Linked DNA regions of Dromaius novaehollandiae: region 1 is linked to region 2. The links are chromatin contacts, called in public Hi-C maps. All regions are on one chromosome and are shown on one strand. Each heading gives the region's core, a stretch centred on a gene start, on an enhancer-like site or on the middle of the called end of the contact. The rest is flanking DNA. Distances are from core to core; before and after follow the strand shown.

Region 1 (3,125 bases), core at 307-2,806, 210 kb after region 2:
CTCCATCAGGATCTCTTTCAATGGCTGTATAACAATAGATCACTAATAAATGGAAGTTCTTACATTGACTTACTCCCACTTCATTGAGACCTATTTCCTGTCATCTTACAAACATAATTCATATTTTCGGAAACCCAAAAATCATAGCATCAAGAAAACTGTCTTTTAATCTTTGTTTTTTATTGCAGGACAGTTTTCTTGATCCTATTCCATAGTAAAACAATTCTGTGAGTTGAAGTGTCTCATATCACAAAAATATCCCTTTTATTTAACCAGTTAAATTTTTTTCAAAGGCTCATGACCTGTGCTGTGAAGACAGGCCTCAGGTATAGGCCTCAGGTGTAAACCGAAGAGAAAATGAGCAATCTCCGAGAGCATTAGAAAATCTGAGGACTGTTATTCCTGGCCTAGGACCACATAACTCCTTGTTGCCAAAGGGCGACGTCTGTCAACATAGGGGCTGTTTTAAGTTGGAGGCTTTCAAAAAACATGAAGTGGTCAGCTAAAAGGAGAGAGATGGAAGTAAGTACAACTTTAGTTAGTCTTTAGTAAGGAATTGGCAAACTGAATCTGTGTAATTATTGGCATGTACAGTCTGGACTCCTACAAGCACTGTTAAAAATTATCCTGGTAGTTGAAATAAAAACTAATTTCAGGCACTGGTTGCTTGACACAGTGATGCCTAATTTCCCCTTGCCCAGAGAGGGCTGAAACAGTGAGGAGGATCACCGACCCGCGCTTCTGCTATGGTGTTTCTCTCACTGATCTATTTCGTGGGCAATAAAAGGAAGCGGACAGCTAGCCCAGAAATCTGTCTAGGACATTCCTCATTACAGCAGCCTTGTGGCTTCTTCCTCTTACCACACCGAGGGCCAGAAGTGCTGTCAAACTGCATGGCCACCACAAGACCTGATCCAAGGAATAAATGAAGCCAACTGTCCAGGATGTGCTTACCACCGTCTTCCTCTATCCTTGATGAATCTGGGGCTCTGATTCAGACTTTCTCACCTGCCTTGCTCAGAATATGCCTATACGTACCCAGAAAGAGAAACCAAAGCTCTGACTTTATGCAAGGGAGCGCATATATGGCAAGCAGGTTCTTAGTATGTACAGCCAGTGGCAGATTAGAAGGAATTTTCTTGATAAATTTGTGTTTGAAGGATTAGATTCTCAGGTGGTATAAAATTAAGAAGCACTGTTATAAATAACAGAGCGGCCCTGGTTTACGCCAGGACAGAGTGTGAAACCCTGAACTCTCCATCTTGCCACAATCAGCCTATTTTACACCCACTTGGCCCTTGCACCTCCACTCGTCTTTGGCCTCGCCAACCCCGCGGCCACCCAACTGGTGAGCACGGTGCTTGAGAAGCCGTGAAAATCGGTGTAAAAGCCACGTGGCCTTTAAAAGGAAACCTTTAAAAGGAAAAAGACCCAAATCGGATCTTACCCCTCAGCGGCCGCCGGCTGCGAGGAGCGGCGCCAATCAACACACTGCGCATGTCTGCCCCCTCCGCGGAGGATTAAAAATCATAGAGTATCCCTAAGTATAAGGCAGAGCGGCTCCTTACGGTGCCACTTCCTGAGCAGTGAGGGCCTCTCTGGGCCAACAACCGAGCACTCTCTTTGCCGCCCCCCTCCTTTTCGCGCCTATTCTGCCAATACGCATGCGCCTGCCGGGCTGTAGGTGGGGGTGGGGTGGGGGAGGCGCCATTTTGTGGGGGGGTGTTGGTGCGTATGAGGTGCTGTGTCCGCTCTGCTCGGTGCCGCTTTTAGGTGTCAGAGCAAGGTATTAGGGGCTTCCTCGGTTTGTGAAAGCCCATTTCCCAAGTGAAAAAAGTCTGGGGGGCTGCAGGCACTGCAGGGGGAGTGGGGCAGCTGCTGTGTCTTGCAGGGCAGGGGAGGAAAATGAGGAAGGCCTGAGCTGTGAGGCAGCGTGAGGTGCGAGAGCATCAGACACGGGGAGAGAGAAAAGCACTGGGAACATGCTGGAAACTCCTGTATCCAAAAAAGAGAAAGAGCTTGTTCTTCTTCTGTACTCCCTTCTCTTTAAGAATTACTTCTCAAATGGTTACTTCAGCTTCCAAAGCCTTGGCTTTTTTTCCCTACGAGGAAAGACTTGCTGGGTTTTTGCAAGCTTTAATGCTCAGAAGTAGCTAATTTGAGTACACTGTGTTTAGGGTGAGGATTAAAATTAGATAAAGTCCATGAGAGTCAAGGCTGGGAAGCTGACTGCTTCTTTTGTGCTGATAGTGCCTTACAAATGGCCATTTAAAAAACTTTCTATTCAAGCACAGGTAGGACTGTTATTCCACCATGAGACACTAATAAACACAATGGAAAGACTTGGCTACACATTTTTTTCAGATAAGTTTCAGGATGGAACTAATCTATGCTTCTTGTAGCAATACTGAATTTAAGATAGTCTGCCTTGCCTTTAAATGTGCAATGCATGAGTATAGCAGTTGTGTGAGTGCAGGTAGTTAGTCTTCCAGTAGAATATGCTTCCATTTGAATTTTTTTCAGTCGAGTATAAAAGCTCAGATTTGTGTATGCTTCAGTGACCAAATCATGTAATTGAGATCAAGTCTCAATAATTAGTAAGGTGCATACAAGAGTATTTTTGAAGGTGTGGCTTGCATAAGAGGTTTTAATAGTACGGCAGTTTAAGCTTTGTGTTATTAGGATAACTGGTAAAAAGTAGTGTAGCTGAAGGTATAAATGATAAATCTTTTAATTCTGTTTCAGTTAGAAAAAAGTTGTGACTAGATGGGGAAAAGAGAAAGAAAAGGATGTACCTGTAGTCTTCAGTTTTGCTCACATCGGACATAATGGTGCTCTGATGCATGTGTTCTTCATCTGAGTAGTTGGGTAGCTGAACTGATGAGCTCTTACTTTGAGGATTTGTCAAAGCAGAACTTGATGTTATGGTTCTAGAAGTCCGGACGTGCTCAAGGAAGTAATTAGTAATAATTTCAAGAAGTGTTTTCAGTGGATTCTCCTTTGCCTATTCAAGAAGAAAAATAAAACTCTTGGTGACTATTAAAACTCTTTCATCAGTCTTGCTGTAGTCTGAGATAGGATATTTCCTCTTACACTGTACAGTGGCTGAAAATGTTTAACACTTT
Region 2 (3,065 bases), core at 505-3,004:
ATCTCATGCATTCTTACCTGTTGGGTTGTTTTCTACTGCTACTGTTTTTCTCTTCTCTTACATTGCACCAATATCCTGAGCGTTTTTTCATTTATTATTTTACTTCTGAATAGTTGTTGTCCCTTAAAGACAAATGCCTCACCTTCTTACTACATGGTTATCAGAAATTTTTTAGGCCATAGCTACTAGAATACCTGAACACAAGCCTGAGAGTGTGCTCTTTTCTCTCTTCAACTTTGAATCTTTTTGCTTCTAAAGAGAAAATAAAGAGAGGAAAAAAAGAGAGGATTTTTAGTTATCATGTTGTAGTTTGTCAAGGCATTTGGCTTCTTATTCCCAAGTCCATTGGATCAAAACAAGGAATAAGTCTTAAACAAGCTAGGCTTACGCCGGTTCCCAGCACATGAGGATTGAATACTGGTTTCCAGAGCTGATCATCTGTGGTGCCACTAATGGCTACTAGTGATGTCCACTCCCTAGACCCATTATTCTCTATGGTTCATTAATGAAAGAGTATAGAAAATGAACCAAGAAGAGATGATTTTTGTGGTTGTTGTGATGCATAGTGTATCTGTGAGAGGGCTATTTTAATCAGCCAGTCAGTGTTTGATCTGACACTGCAATGCTTGTCCTATGAGAGATGTCTGGTGGGAAAAACTTTTTCAGAAGTTGGTCCTCCTTCAAGTTTCTCAGATAGTTTTAGCTGTAATCAGCTGTAATGTTTTTCCTTAATCGCTTTCAGGCTCCTATATGTCACCACTCCAGATCCTGAAGCTGTATTTAGCACACAGATGTAGTCATTTTTATTCCAGAACTAGACGGCATAGTCCATCTTGTCCTCTTCCACACAGGCATAAGTCCGTATCTCTTACCGTGCCACCTCCGGCCAATTTCCGTTTGCACCTCAAAAGGAAAGGAGAATGCTATTTTGTGGTGAATTGCTTTTGGGGAGAGGACTGGTGGGAAAGAGGGAAGATGTGGATGGTGGCTAGAGATGGGTAAAACTGAGACATCTCAGTTTGAGCTAGTCACTCTGGTCTCCCTTTCTAGCTGACAGAGAAAAGTAGGAGCCTCCACAGAGTGTTTCATCTGGCCTGTCTTAACATGCTTGTCCCTCTGCACCAATGAAAAAGCCTAGAGTGGCTAGCTCAGAGTTGGCCCTCCAGTGTTCAGAAGAACTCCGAATGAACCCCACTCTTACTGTCAAGAAGTAAAGGCTCACTTTAGGTGGGTCCTCCAGTCCTGTGTTCCTACTTAATGATTATGGGCCCAACAATCAAAGGTTATTGTTAGAGCTGTTGCACAGCAAAAAGGAAAAAAAAAAAAAAAGAAAAGAAAAAAAACACTTCCATCATTAAGTAATTTGATTTCAGTTTCCATCTGGTAGTCCTCAGTCCACCTTTCTCTGCTGAGCTGAAAAGTCCATCATCACTAAGTAACTTTGTCCCCTTCAAAATACTTATACTATTATGTGTTTGTACACAGTCAAATCACTTAAATCTCTTCTGATAAATGAAACAGCTGGAAGTTTCTAACTCCAGCACTGTAAAACATTTTCTCAGATTTTTTTCAGTACCTTCTCCATTTTTTTTAAACATTCCACTGGAATTTTTTTCCAGTAATGGTCTCCCCAACGCTGCCTACAGAATTAAACATATCCTCTTCACATTGCTTGTTCTTTGCCTGTTGCTAAGGGATGCCTTCTTGTTTCCAACTGTTTCTAGAAAAGTATAATCTGCAGCACTCACCAACTTGTGGCTAAGAAATAATAAATACTACTTTCCTATTAAAGACTGGGAAGGGAAAGCCATCAGCAGTCAAGAGACATTTGCTTTCTGTTGTTAGCAACTACGCACATGTGTTCACAGTTACATACACTTGGTCCAGACCAGCCGCTAAAGCCTGCTTTCACATTTAATTTTCATAAGAAATTTGCCTTCACAGACGTTTAATAAGAAGGAAATATCTAATTTGGAGGGCTGTATTTCTCAGATGTCAAGTTGGATGTAAAGCTTTGTTACCTATCACCAGAAGATATTAGGATTATTAACAGGCTGGTGGAGTGTTATCTAATGTTGCTTGTGTTTGATTATTCATCACTAGACTTTGAACTTGGAAAATGGAGATCTAGTCAATATAGTCCTTGGAGTCTACAGAGCAGGTCAGCTCACTCTAACACAGGCATCTGCGCTTGGCCAGTAGAACAGCTCTTTAAGCGTCACCAGCTATGGTGGTTAAGGGCAGAATTCACTTCCTAAACATACCTCTGACATCCTAGGGGATGCTCTGTGGAATGCCATATGCCATATATAAATTAGGACACTCTCCCCTTTTCAGAGTATCAGTTGGAAACCAGTAGACTCGTGGTTTAGTCTGAAACTGAAACCCAGTCATGGTCTAAAACAGCCATCTCAGCTGTCTTATAGACAGATAGGAAATTCCAGGGTTTCATATCACTCTAAGATATGGACGATAAATTGATCTGTGGCTTTATGGTCATTGAGGCAATCTGTGCAATTCAGTCAAGATGTGTCTTTATTACAATGCTTTATAATCTGCTCTGATTTTATAATTACCTCTGGATGCTAAAGCTAAGTGGAATGATTTCCTGTCCCGTGGACAGTAAAATTCAGATCTTCATATTCTATATGGAAATAGGTATATCAATGTGAAGAAATAATGTGAAGCTTAATAAGCATATGAAAAAGTACTAGATGAATATTTTGATATTAGGCAATTATTATAAATTAAACATTATTTCCAATTTAATCATAGACCTTTAGTAGTTGAAGATCTCTTTGATCTGCATTTGTGCAGGGCTTGTACTGTGGGGTCTGGACCTACCATGGGTTTCCCAAGCCCCGCTGCAGTACAAAAACACACAGAAAAGATAAAAATGCTCATTGAAATAGAAAGCAAAGTAGTAACAACTCATTTCTCCACTAGATGGCTTCATTCTCATGAAGATAATTGCAATGAAATTCAACTTCGTTGATTCTCATGTTAACAGACCATTCTGTGAACCTAGATTTGATTATCCACTTATACGAAACTAATTATTAACT

The links. Hi-C and Micro-C count contacts between places; a contact is called where the count stands out from the background.
Region 1: a Hi-C map of liver shows a contact between it and region 2, with 7 times the contacts expected there. The contact joins two enhancer-like sites. A contact is called at or near these places in 3 of 4 Hi-C or Micro-C datasets (brain, liver and ovary).

Annotation. Positions count from the first base shown.
Region 1 is chr2:5,157,870-5,160,994 of bDroNov1.hap1, forward strand. It overlaps MINDY4 (MINDY lysine 48 deubiquitinase 4), which reads right to left. Exons shown (of 14, transcript XM_064505686.1): 3 at 2,796-3,004. Among named protein-coding and RNA genes, the nearest start is that of MINDY4, 5.3 kb to the right of the region's middle. Within about 2 kb of position 1,557, at least 2 of the 2 cell types and tissues checked have open chromatin away from gene starts, as enhancers often do.
Region 2 is chr2:4,949,192-4,952,256 of bDroNov1.hap1, forward strand. It overlaps LOC112980763 (growth hormone-releasing hormone receptor), which reads right to left. Exons shown (of 13, transcript XM_026095917.2): 13 at 1-903. The coding sequence ends at 781. Among named protein-coding and RNA genes, the nearest start is that of AQP1, 74 kb to the right of the region's middle. Within about 2 kb of position 1,755, at least 2 of the 2 cell types and tissues checked have open chromatin away from gene starts, as enhancers often do.